Linked DNA regions of Mus musculus: regions 2, 3 and 4 are each linked to region 1. The links are chromatin contacts, called in public Hi-C and HiChIP or PLAC-seq maps. All regions are on one chromosome and are shown on one strand. The core of a region is the stretch at or near the end of the contact, and the rest is flanking DNA. Distances in the headings are between cores, read along the strand shown. Region 1 overlaps Rbms3 (RNA binding motif, single stranded interacting protein). Region 2 overlaps Rbms3 (RNA binding motif, single stranded interacting protein). Region 3 overlaps Rbms3 (RNA binding motif, single stranded interacting protein). Region 4 holds the start of Rbms3 (RNA binding motif, single stranded interacting protein).

Region 1 (2,700 bases), core at 48-2,547:
TGCACTGCTTCTAGATCTGCCCAGATGTGAGACAGCTGCCTCAGCCCTGCCATCACAGTGGAGGACAGCGTGAGCCACAATACCTTCTCTGCCAAGAAGATAAATGTATTGTCAATCTGCAAGGCAAAATGAATGAATCCTCCCCTTCCCTCCCTGCTCTCCCTTCTTCTCCCCTCTTCCCAGCTCTACCCACTTTCTTTCCAGCGCTTCTTGTTAGTTTTTGGTTACAAAGTTAACACCCCCTGAGCTTGTTTAAACTGAAGCTCTTGGCTAGGGCTAAAGCTAAAGGCCTAGAGTGTTCTACACAGAGCTGAACACCATTTCTACAGCATATATGACAGTGTCAACAGTAGTTATGGGCATTCAATTTTGAGATGACATCCAGCATTTTATGGCCACTGGGAATGTAGAAAAAGCCAGGCCAGGAAGAAAATACAGAATGAAATGAGGGACAGCAGGGAAAAGTGCATTTTATAAGATCACTTCAGTGATATTTTATTCAAACTGAAGGCAACAGAAATTCTTAAAATATATAGTATCTCTCAAAGAGAAGTTCCCTGGTCACATGCTTTTTCACACACCCCTCCCAAAAGAGACTGGAAAAACAAAAACAAAATGGAAAAAAAAAAATCACAGAAGTTACGAAAGAAGAGAAAAAAAAATCTTGGTAGGGTAACAGCTAGTCACCCTTGGGGCTGGGGAAGGGAGATGAAAATAAAGCATGGCTGGAAATCATGGCTTTGTCAAAAGACAGGTTTTTGAAACTAGAAACAATTTGTACAATGTTTCTTCTGACCAGACCGTTTCCTCCACTGCGATCCCATAAAGTCTGGGCGGGAGCCAGTTGGCAAGGTTCCTCACAGCTGTCCAGATAAGGGTCACAGAGGCGGAAACTAGAAAGCTTTAAACGCTGGGATCATTTCCTTGCTTCTCAGCATTTTGAAGGCAGGGGGCCTTTTGGTCACTGATATCTGCGTTTGCTCCTTGCAGCCCAGCTTGGGAAAATAACAAGATCAGTTCCTTGAAAGGCTTTCCAATCAGAGAAGTTCAGGGTCCCACTCTAAGCATTTAAGTGCAATAAACGGCTTCTCCTGGGCCAGAGGGTTCTAGAAAGACTAACACCATTTTTAAAGGTTCAGACGATGCTGTAACGAGTTACATAAAAACCCTCGACCAGTGTAAATGTCAGTGGGGAAGGGATGTGTTCAGGAGAGAGACCTGCGTAATCAATTCTTTGGAACTGCAGCTAAGGAGTCTTACTGGAAATAACAGAGCCGGTTTATGACACACAGCGCCAACGTGTAATAGCTATTTACATCTCGGGAGGGAGCCTGGCTGCTCTGGACCAGTTACCTGGATGAGCTAAGGGTAGAAAAGCACTCTTTCCAAATATATCCTCCAGCCGTGGGCCGCTGGAAGGCTTGCTAGGGTATGAAGAGCAGATAGACTGTTGGAAGACCATTTGTTTGGATGGATGCATTTTAAATATCAAAGGTGCACGAGGGTATGTACAGTCTCATGCCCCTGCCACCAAACCAGGAATATTATATAACCTTTGCCCTAAGACTGATCTACCAGGAGCAGCTCAACCACCATTGATCTTTTGGGTCATTTGGCTTATTTTTCTTGAAGAGTCCTTGGTGTTAAATTTCCAGTCTTTTGTGTCTGTTTCCTGGTGGGAAAGGAAATCATGAGTGGGATGGACTGACCAGCAACTGGAAACTGTATAAATGGAATTACAGGCACAGCCTGATGTCAGACCTGGAAGTCTGAAGTCTACGTAAGTTGTTTCTTCCAGGAATGTTCATGGACAGTCTTAGTCTGCAATTATGAAACTCAAAGTGTCTAACACTCTTTGTGGACTCTACATAATAATTTGACTCAAATTGTCATGTCAGGTGGCTCAGGATCCACTTGCTGGATTCACTGCAGACTGTAGCCGAGGAATAAACTGCAATTTTAACTTCTTTCCAAAGTCTCAAATTCAAAACTTAGAGACAGTGACATTTATTTGCTTACCAGCAAAACATACGCGCTGGCTCCCAGTCTTTCATGTGCTAACTAATCCTAATTATGTGCTCAGAGATAAGGCAAGGTTTGCACGGGTTGACTTTCCCAATTTATTGACTTTGTCTACTTTGTTGTTGTTAGCTGAGATTCAGACTTTAGGACATTAAAATTGGTAGTTAAGAGTCAGTAAAGGAGAGGGGCTTCCACTGAAAGTGTCAAAAATAACGAGAAAGGGAGAAAATATTAGTACCACAAGAAACGCAATCACATGCAAATTTAAAGCATACATCATCAGGAAAGTTTGCCATTCACTTTCCAACTTCTGCTTCCAAACTACAGAGCCCGGTACCAGCAGAGAGACCCGAAATCCCTTAGACTGCAAGAGCAGTTACACTTCTGTTCTTCCAAACTGGACCTTCAGCTTTAAAGTCCTAACGTCAACCCCCCATTTTGTTACTCTTCTTCTCAATGTGGCCACCAGTATCATATCATATAAATATAGGGTTTGTTTGTTCTTTTCTTTTCATTCTTTGTCAATTCAACAGGAGCTGAAGTTACCTGAGAAGAGGAAACTCGGTTAAGAAAATGGCCTGTAGACAAGTCTGTGGAGGCATGCTCTTAATGAATGACTAATGTGGAAGGGTCCAGCCCACAGTGGGCAGTGTCACCTCTGGGAAGGTGGTCCTGGGT
Region 2 (2,700 bases), core at 69-2,568, 220 kb before region 1:
GGAGTGAGATTCCCCCAGAGCTGGAGTTACAGGTGGCTGTGATCCACCCCAGGTGGCTGCTGGGAACTGAATTCATGTTCTCTGGAAGAGCAATACATGCTCATAATTACAGACTCATCCCTCCAACCCCATAATTGAAAATTTAAATATAATAAATATGTAAATTTAAATATATAAATACAGAGCAAGAAAGAGAAAATTTCATCCATTATTTAATGAGAGGAACCCTTAAACTATATGCTTCCTGTTTCTATAAGGTTTTTTTGTTTTGTTTTGTTTTTTTTTAAACTTCCATTTCTAGGAAGAAAGCAATTCTAATTCTGTTTCCCTATCTTCCCACATGAGATCTACTCACTGTTACCTCTTTGAAGAAAAGCTTCATCCTGGGTAGACACATGAATGGGAGAGGAAATGGGAGCCCTTAACTCCCACAGACGGTATATTAAGGGCATTTCATTCTTGGAGTTAAAGACAGAAGGCTCGTGCCTGGAGAGTCCCTTCTCTGTAAAGTCTCTCACTGAGCTCACGCAGATAACAGACAAAGGAGACTAAATGCTGCTTGCAAACCCCCCACAAATCAAATCCTTTCTCTTTGTCCTAAAATGACATGTAATTCTAAACGAAGACCAAACATAGCTGAAGGTTGCAATGTGCAATTGCTGATTTGGGGAATACAGAACAAGCTAAAAAGAAAATGGGCTGCTATCCACTCCACGTGCACAGCCAGCCTATTTTTACTCCGGTTTGAAAGTTTCAAGTCTCCCTTCTGGGTTCTAAATAGGATCATCTTTCCTTAAAGCCATTTTCTAGCTGTGGCGGGCCTGATGAGGGGCTCTTTCTAGGAACACAAAGGTAGCCGTGGAGATGGCTTGCTTTGGGTTCATTCAGATCTAACTAAGTAGATGTCTGCTGTGAGCCATTAGAGATTCTTTGAGAGAGTAAATGCAATGAACGACTTTTCTGTGACTGTCAGCTTGCAGCATCAAAGCATGGTACATTGTATCACTCAGCAGTGACAATTTCATTTGGATACACGGGGCCACACCTGATCATTGCAAAGCTGCCCCAGCAACACTGGCTCGGTGCCTCCAGGAGCTGACAAAGAGGCAGAGCCAATGTTCTGGAAACGGAACAAAAGTGAGACCTGTAGGTGAATACCCGTATTAGCCAGAACATGCCTATTTTCCTCTCAAGTTTCACAATTAAGTGCTCGGTGCAGCTGCCAGCTGAAGCTCTCTGAAATCTGGCCCATGCAAGGCTTGAAGCTGACAGGAGTGCTCTCAAGTCCCCACTGGCAGCAGCTGCCTTTACAGGCCCCTTGCAGCCATCCTGGCTCAGCACAGTGCCTCCATTCTTCTAGAAAGTAGCTGAGCCCTTCTGTGCCCTGCAGAACAGCGCCTGGGTGGGGTCAACCCTTCATCGGACAATGCGTTAACCGCTCTTAGGAGGCGCCAGGCATGGGGTAAAGCTTCAGGGGGCTTTTTAGGTCTGCTGTTTGAATGTAAACACATGTTCAAGGGTGTGTTTCTTTCTTGCCTCATGACTTATAACTGCTGGCTTCAGTCATTTGAAACACACTAAAGGATTCCGTTGTTGCTGCTGCTACAGCTGCCTCTCCCTCCAACTCTTCTTCCTTCTCTCTACCCACCTCCCCTCCTTCTCTTCCTCCTCCTCCCTCTCTTCCTCCTCATAAGTCTTATTCCTCCTCTTCCTCTTCTTCTCAACAACTACTACTGAGGAGGGAAACTGATATTATAGCTCACACAATTCACAGTCAAACTAAAACACACAAGAACCTGCTCCAGCACCGGTAGAATGTTCTGGATCAGGCTTGACACACAGAGGAAGGAAGTCTTGTGGAAACCCATGTTCAGCTAAACTCTCACCTCAACAGAGTCCTCTCAGGTCACGATCTGAAAGCTCTAAGCATTATAAGCCATGGATTTAAAAACAAATCCACTCCATTGTCACATGCTAGGCTTAATTAGAGGTTTCCGCTCTTGTGAAATGTTTGGTGTTTTGCAATCACAGGCACTGGATAAACTATTGGTGACATGGAGGAGCATCCAACTTTAGGAGCCAAACATCCTCATTTCTGGTAAGATTTACGCAAAGTGTCAAAGCTATCAGAGGAATTTTAATGACTAAAATGTGTGCTCTTTCTAGCATTTCAAAATTAAATGACGTCATTTGCTTCTTAACCCATTGCAGCATAGAATGCAATAGTGAGTCCCCAGGACAAGGGAAATTTTTAATTAATTAATTAACTAATTAATTAATTAATTAATTTTTACACTCCAGATTTTATCCCCTGCCCCTGTTCACCCTCCGACTGCTCCACATCCCGAACCTCCTCCCCACTCCCCACCCGTCTCCATGAGGACGTATGTCCCCACCCCCACCCCACCTGACCTCTAAAATCCCTGGGGCCTCCAGTCTCTTGAGGGTTAGGTGCATCATCTCTGATTGAACACAGAACCAAAAATATTCTTTTTAAAAAATCTGTTTTAGGTTTGTGCCTCTGTGTGTGTGTGTGTGTGTGTGTGTGTGTGTGTGTGTATGTGCACAGCATATGCATGTACACATACACACTCACATGTGCACTCATGGCACTCATATGGTAAAGGTTAGTCATCAAGAGACATTCCTCAGGCACCATCTATCTTCTCTTAGAGACAGAATCTACCCACCAAGTAGGCT
Region 3 (2,700 bases), core at 168-2,667, 160 kb before region 1:
GGCGACACCATCCCCTGGCTGGGATCCTGGACTATGCAAGAGAGGAAGGGAGTCAGCAGCAGCCTGCATCACTCTCTGCCTCCTGACCGTGCGTGTGATGAGAGCAGCTGCTTCTGTCTCCTGACACCTTGATTTCCCTGCCTTGATGGGCTGTCAGTGTAAATAAAGCCTTTCTCTATTAAGTTGTTTTGGCAGGACGTTTTTATCATAACTGTTTGTGATGGGAAATGACAGGGACCGAGACTCTCCTTCTGGAAGAGAAAATGGACTTCATTGTTTGGGGGGGGGGAGGGATATTTAATAGAGATTAAATGGCAACCTAAGCTTCACCTTAAATATATTAAGTTGGGGTGTGCCATATTGAAAGTAGTACAGTTATCTGTATACAAATATTGATTAAAAATTACCACTGAAAGCTAGAAGAGTTGTGTGCACACACATACATGTGTGCACACATAGCACATACACCATACAGGAATTAAAACGATAAGAAAACAAAATAAAAGAGTAGGGCTCCATTAACTGAAGAGTGTTTCACTAGTCAGGAAACATTGGGAGCAAGAATCCTCATTTCAGACTCTGCAGAGCTCACAAGGAAGAGGGTATCGGTGAATGAGGCCGCTGTCAGACACCCTCTTCATTCACGCCGTAAATCACAAACATTAGACGTTGGCAGTTTATATTTTGGTTGTGATCTTTGACAACCTTTTATTTCTATCTAACAGAAAACTGATGAATGAAACAAAGCTTCCACGAAAATCTAAGCATCCTGTAGCTCTGTGAGGACAACTCCCTACCCAGATAGAAATGCGCCAGGAAGGACAAGTGAGCTGTTTCAGCAGGGAAGGCTCGTGGCACCCGGTCAGAGGACCTGAGTTCAGGAGCAGAATCCATGTGATAAAAGGAGAGGACTAAATGCTGCCGATTGTCCTCTGACCTCCACATGTCTGTCTGTCTATCTGTCTGTCTGTCTGTCTGTCTGTCTCTCTCTCTCTCACACACACACACACACACACACACACACACACAGAGAGAGAGAGAGAGAGAGAGAGAGAGAGAGAGAGAGAGAGAAACTTAGTGGTAGTAGAAAAAAATCATAAAAATAAAATTTGAATATTCTTTCTAACATCTGAGACAAGCTTTACTTTCTTTAACTCCTGACTTCATCCTGATTGCACTAAATATATCCTAATCTGGAATATTCTAAACAGAAAATGAAGAACACTCATGTGTGCATAGTCAACTAGTTCCTCACCACAGAGTACCCTGTGGCCCATTTTGTGACTCCCCTGCTCATGTCTTTCTCAGAATAAAATTAACTTTTCTAGAGATCTCGTCGTCTCTGAAGGAACAAAGGTCCTACATGTCTGACTGACACCAAACCCATCAAGGCAGTAGATCTGGGAAGAAGTTGGCTCATGAAACCGCTTAGTCATTCCCATTCAACCCTCCGACGCTCAGTGTGAGCTGCCAAGAAGCCGTATCATGAAAAGCTAATTTGGCTCTTGAAGATAGCATGTTTTCACAAAGTGATAAGAAGGAGAAGTTGAGCTGGGTTCAGACAGGCTGTCTCTGTTCTCAGAAATATTGTCTGCTGTTTTATCAGCCGCTACATTCCACAGCAAGAGATGAAATACGACATTCTCTCCCTCCAAGGGTGGGGCATGCTTCTATGCGTGCATGTCTGTGTGTATGTGCGCGCGTGCATGCGTGCGTGCGTGCGTGCGTGCGTGCGTGCGTGCGTGCGTGCGTGTGTGCGTGTGTGTGTGTGTGTGTGTGTGTGTCCTTACTGCACAAGTTTGGTTCAGTCAGCAGTTGACACAGAATCCTGCCTCTGGACACATCCCTTGAACCTTCAGCCTCTGCTGAAACATTTCCTTTCTCCTGGCTTTCATCTGAGTTTCTCTCTTCTCCACCCCACTTATTCCCCTTGGCTGCTGTTCAGTTTGGTCATACATTTTCCAGGATGCAATCTTTAAGGGATCCTGCCATGTGAACTGAACTTACTCTATTCCCAGCATTCCCCGTGCTCTTCTGTCCCCCTCGGGGAAACATGATAACCTTTGTTTTCGAAAATACCCCTGCCTTGTGTGTATATTTGCTTTGAAAGTTGAGTCTTTGAACAGGATCTGGAGCCGGCCGGCTCACACTTAGGGAGAGATCACAAGACGCTACAAGGAACCAGACAGATTATCTTGCCATCTGCTGAGGGGTTCTAAAGGAAGTGGGGCAGTTAAAGATGAAAGCGAAGCTGAGCTCCTCGCCCCACTGTTCAACCCCCACATGCCAGGAATAATCTTGACCGACCCCAAACCTGTTGGTTGGCCTCTTAGAGAAAAGCAATAAAGTTGAACTGAGTTCCGTTACCCTGCATTAGCTGTGATCCAAATATCTAGCCATTTACAATTTGACACTTTCATAGGAGTGGTGACTCATTCCTGGAGCATATCAGCCTTAAAGCAAATAGCCACATGAAGTTCAGAATACCAGAATAGGCCAGTGGCTTCCCTATTCTCTCTCCCCACTGCCCTGTACATTCAGGTGTTATTTCTGCTACATTATGTCCCTTGAAGATGCTGGTTACTGAAAGAGGCCAGAGACTTTTACAACCTAAAGAAGCAAGCAGGCCATGCTCTCCCTCTCTCGCCACCTTTCTCTCCTTTCTTCTTTCTCTTTCTCTCTGTCCTTTCCCTCTCTTCC
Region 4 (2,700 bases), core at 160-2,659, 220 kb after region 1:
GTGGGGGTGGGGGCCAGTCTAAAAGTAAAAGCTATGGATGCTAAGCCTCTAGTTCTTTTAGCCCCCCAAAGCATCTCAGTCAACCTTCACATAAAATACAGTCCAAACCAAAAGAAAAAAGAAAAAAAAATGCTCAACAAACTCTGAAAGACTTTGGTGGGTGCCTCCTGGCGCTCCTCTTTCCTCTTTCACTAGGCCATGAAAAGTTTAAGTGGCCCCCACCCCAGAGTGTTTTCTGTAAGGAAGGGGGAAAGGGAGGGGGGTACCCAAATCTTTGAGATTCACACACAAAGAACAGCTCGCTAGAAAAGCTCCTAAAACAATATTCTCGCCCCCTGAGAACGTCTGTTGGGACCTCGTTTCTAAAAATCCCTGCTCACCTGCAAAAGACTTCAACCATCTCACCGGCATTTCTGCAGCTAAATAACAAAAGAACACTCCATTGAAAGTCCCCTGTCTTTAAAGAGAAAGCTACACTCCGGGGCTTCCTCTCCCTTCTTTCTCTGGCTTGTTAACTCCGTTCCTACTGTTAGTAATTTGAAAGAGGTCGGCAGAGGGGATGGGGGCTAGGGTGAGGGAAGGGTCGGATTGCCACGCTCCGGAGGAGCGCCAGGCACCACGCTGCCTTCTGAAGCCCGCGGGTCCAGCCATACCTTGGTTTGGAGGTACTGAGGACAGTAGTACGTGTACTGGGGGTACATTTGTGGCTGATCCAGGCGTTTGCCCATGTAGCTGGGATCTTTATCTCCGAGGCAGGAAACTGAATAACAGGGTGTATGATGCCCCAGGCAAGCGAGCTTCTTTCTCTTAATCCACTGTCCCTGGCAGTCTGCGTGACTGCTGAGGCTTCTCAGACTCCAGCCTCACTAGTTCCAACACCGTGAGGAATTTAAAACAACCCAAAAAACCAAAGCAAAGCAAAACAAAAGAACCAAAAAGAAAAGAGAAAAAGAAAAAGAAAACAAAAACAAAAACAGATGGGGGTTGAGATCTGTAGCGGAAACCCCCAGACTGCTTCCCCAGTTCTTGCCTGCCTGGTTCCTCCCAGCTGCCCGGTCCAGTCCGGATGAAGCAGTTTGCTCTGTGACCAGCCTGTCTCTAGTGGTGTCAATCGCAGGCGCTTGTAAAGGCGAAGGAGGAGAAAAAAAGAAATAGATCCTTTAGCACAACTCGGAATCCTTGCAGTACAGCTTTCGTTCTCTCCCGTGTCTCTTTCCCACCGCGGAAAAAGGAAATTTTAATAAAAAGAAGAAAAAAGGAAAAGAAACAACGGACAAAAAGAAAAAGAACGGAAAGGAAAAAAAACCGGGAAAAAAAGAAAAAGAAAAAAGAAAAAAGAAAGAAAAGAAAAAGAAACCCGTGCAGGCTTAGTTGCTGCTGTCTGGTTCCCAGAGTGACATGGTGTGTTCCAGCTGGCCTTGCCCCTCTCACTCACTTCCCCTCCTTCCAGCCAGTGGGTGGAACTGAGAGAGCCTCTCCAGGGAGCCGGGCACGCAGTCCAGAAGGCTGCAGTATTTCCTCCAAGGGGGGAAAAAGAAGATGAAAAAGAAGAAGAAAAAGAAAGAAAGAGGCTGCTGCCACCCCTCTGCTAGCTATCTGGAATAGCACAGTGAGCAGCGTCTGCAGCCGAGCCGCGGGTGGAACCGAACCCCAGCTTCTCTGTGAAGTGCCTGGGTGGGGCATGGCCCAGCCTCCCTGCCCTGCTCCGACCAGGGCTCCCAAGCTCCCAAGCTGCTTCTCCTCTTCAATCGCCAAGTTCCCAGAGGTGAGGCATGGCATTGATGAACAAAACAGACCCTGCCCTGCGAGGGGAGCATGAGGGAAGGAGAAGTGTGTGTGTGTGTGTGTGTGTGTGTGTGTGTGTGTATTTACACACACATGCCAACCTTTCTAGTTAAGTAGGGAGAAAAGTGTATTCAAGGCTTTTTCAAAATCTGTTAACACATTAAAAGCCAGATGAACCGAGGACCTGAAGATGAAACCAATGTTTTGGGGGATGCTCAAGAGAGGAGAAAAAGTGGGGATTCTCAGCTGGGTACCTCTGTGGGGAAGCCAAGCCCCATCTCAACAAGGGGGTTGCCTTAACTATCACAAATAATTGTGTTGTGGCTTTATCCATCTCTTAAAAACGAAATCAAAGTGATCTTTACATTTATTCGCTTATTGGAGAATAAAATAACCTCTCTCTCTCTCTCTCTCTCTCTCTCTCTCTCTCTCTCTCTCTCTCCTTCTCTTACTTGCTCTTTCTTAATGCTTTCGTGGCTCTGTAAGTATTGCACACAAAAAAATTGAACAAAAACTCATAATTACTTGTCAGAGTTTTTCCCCCCACCAGTAATAATATTCCGACACGTCGATCAGCTGCTACATTATAATACAGATTGTTTCAGAGAAGATAGATCTCCTTAAAGGGTTTCTCTGCAAGGCGGCGGTGAGGCTAAAATTAGCTGTGCCAGCTGTGTTTTGCTGGGAGTGCTCACGCATGCCCGGAGCGTGGGCAGCCAGCCTCTGTGCCTCTCCACTCCCCCAAGTCTGCCGAACACTCCAGCCGTCCTTTCAGATAAAAGACTCCAGGTACAAAGGCAGTTTCCTCACATGGAGGGAGAATTGAAACTGCAATACACAGGATGCCACCTCTGCTTTAAGTCCCGCCTGCCACTCATGGGGTAACAACCTAGGCTCCTGTGCTCCTTAGCTCCA

What was found. A called contact is a pair of places that touch in the nucleus more often than the background predicts. HiChIP or PLAC-seq counts read pairs in DNA pulled down with a chosen protein or histone mark.
Region 2: a Hi-C map of uterus shows a contact between it and region 1, with 2.0 times the contacts expected there. The contact joins two enhancer-like sites. A contact is called at or near these places in 3 of 484 Hi-C or Micro-C datasets (nephron progenitors, stem cell-derived neural progenitor cells and uterus) and 2 of 115 datasets of contacts at active chromatin or transcription factors (fibro-adipogenic progenitors and heart atrium).
Region 3: an H3K27ac HiChIP or PLAC-seq map of heart atrium shows a contact between it and region 1, with 8 read pairs. The contact joins two enhancer-like sites. A contact is called at or near these places in 5 of 484 Hi-C or Micro-C datasets (LSK cells, liver, nephron progenitors and 1 more) and 2 of 115 datasets of contacts at active chromatin or transcription factors (heart atrium and pancreatic cancer cells).
Region 4: an H3K27ac HiChIP or PLAC-seq map of heart atrium shows a contact between it and region 1, with 9 read pairs. The contact joins the promoter of Rbms3 here to the enhancer-like site in region 1. A contact is called at or near these places in 3 of 484 Hi-C or Micro-C datasets (the N1E-115 cell line, nephron progenitors and uterus), 6 of 115 datasets of contacts at active chromatin or transcription factors (bone marrow-derived macrophages, craniofacial prominence, fibro-adipogenic progenitors and 3 more) and 1 of 9 other capture datasets (adipose tissue).

What each region holds. Positions count from the first base shown.
Region 1 is chr9:117,030,159-117,032,858 of GRCm38.p6, forward strand. All of the region lies in intron 3 of Rbms3 (RNA binding motif, single stranded interacting protein), which reads right to left. Among named protein-coding and RNA genes, the nearest start is that of Gm39452, 160 kb to the right of the region's middle. Within about 2 kb of position 1,298, at least 58 of the 459 cell types and tissues checked have an H3K27ac peak or open chromatin away from gene starts, as enhancers often do. A contact at or near this core is called in the N1E-115 cell line, adipose tissue, heart atrium and 2 more, where this site is marked.
Region 2 is chr9:116,806,568-116,809,267 of GRCm38.p6, forward strand. All of the region lies in intron 5 of Rbms3 (RNA binding motif, single stranded interacting protein), which reads right to left. Among named protein-coding and RNA genes, the nearest start is that of Gm39449, 280 kb to the left of the region's middle. Within about 2 kb of position 1,319, at least 88 of the 459 cell types and tissues checked have an H3K27ac peak or open chromatin away from gene starts, as enhancers often do. A contact at or near this core is called in uterus, where this site is marked.
Region 3 is chr9:116,871,689-116,874,388 of GRCm38.p6, forward strand. All of the region lies in intron 4 of Rbms3 (RNA binding motif, single stranded interacting protein), which reads right to left. Among named protein-coding and RNA genes, the nearest start is that of Gm39452, 320 kb to the right of the region's middle. Within about 2 kb of position 1,418, at least 94 of the 459 cell types and tissues checked have an H3K27ac peak or open chromatin away from gene starts, as enhancers often do. A contact at or near this core is called in heart atrium and uterus, where this site is marked.
Region 4 is chr9:117,251,074-117,253,773 of GRCm38.p6, forward strand. Rbms3 (RNA binding motif, single stranded interacting protein) reads right to left here and starts at 1,410. Exons shown (of 15, transcript NM_001172123.1): 1 at 654-1,410. The coding sequence starts at 728. It overlaps Gm17396 (predicted gene, 17396), which reads left to right and starts at 1,460. Exons shown (of 2, transcript NR_166691.1): 1 at 1,460-1,765; 2 at 2,272-2,700.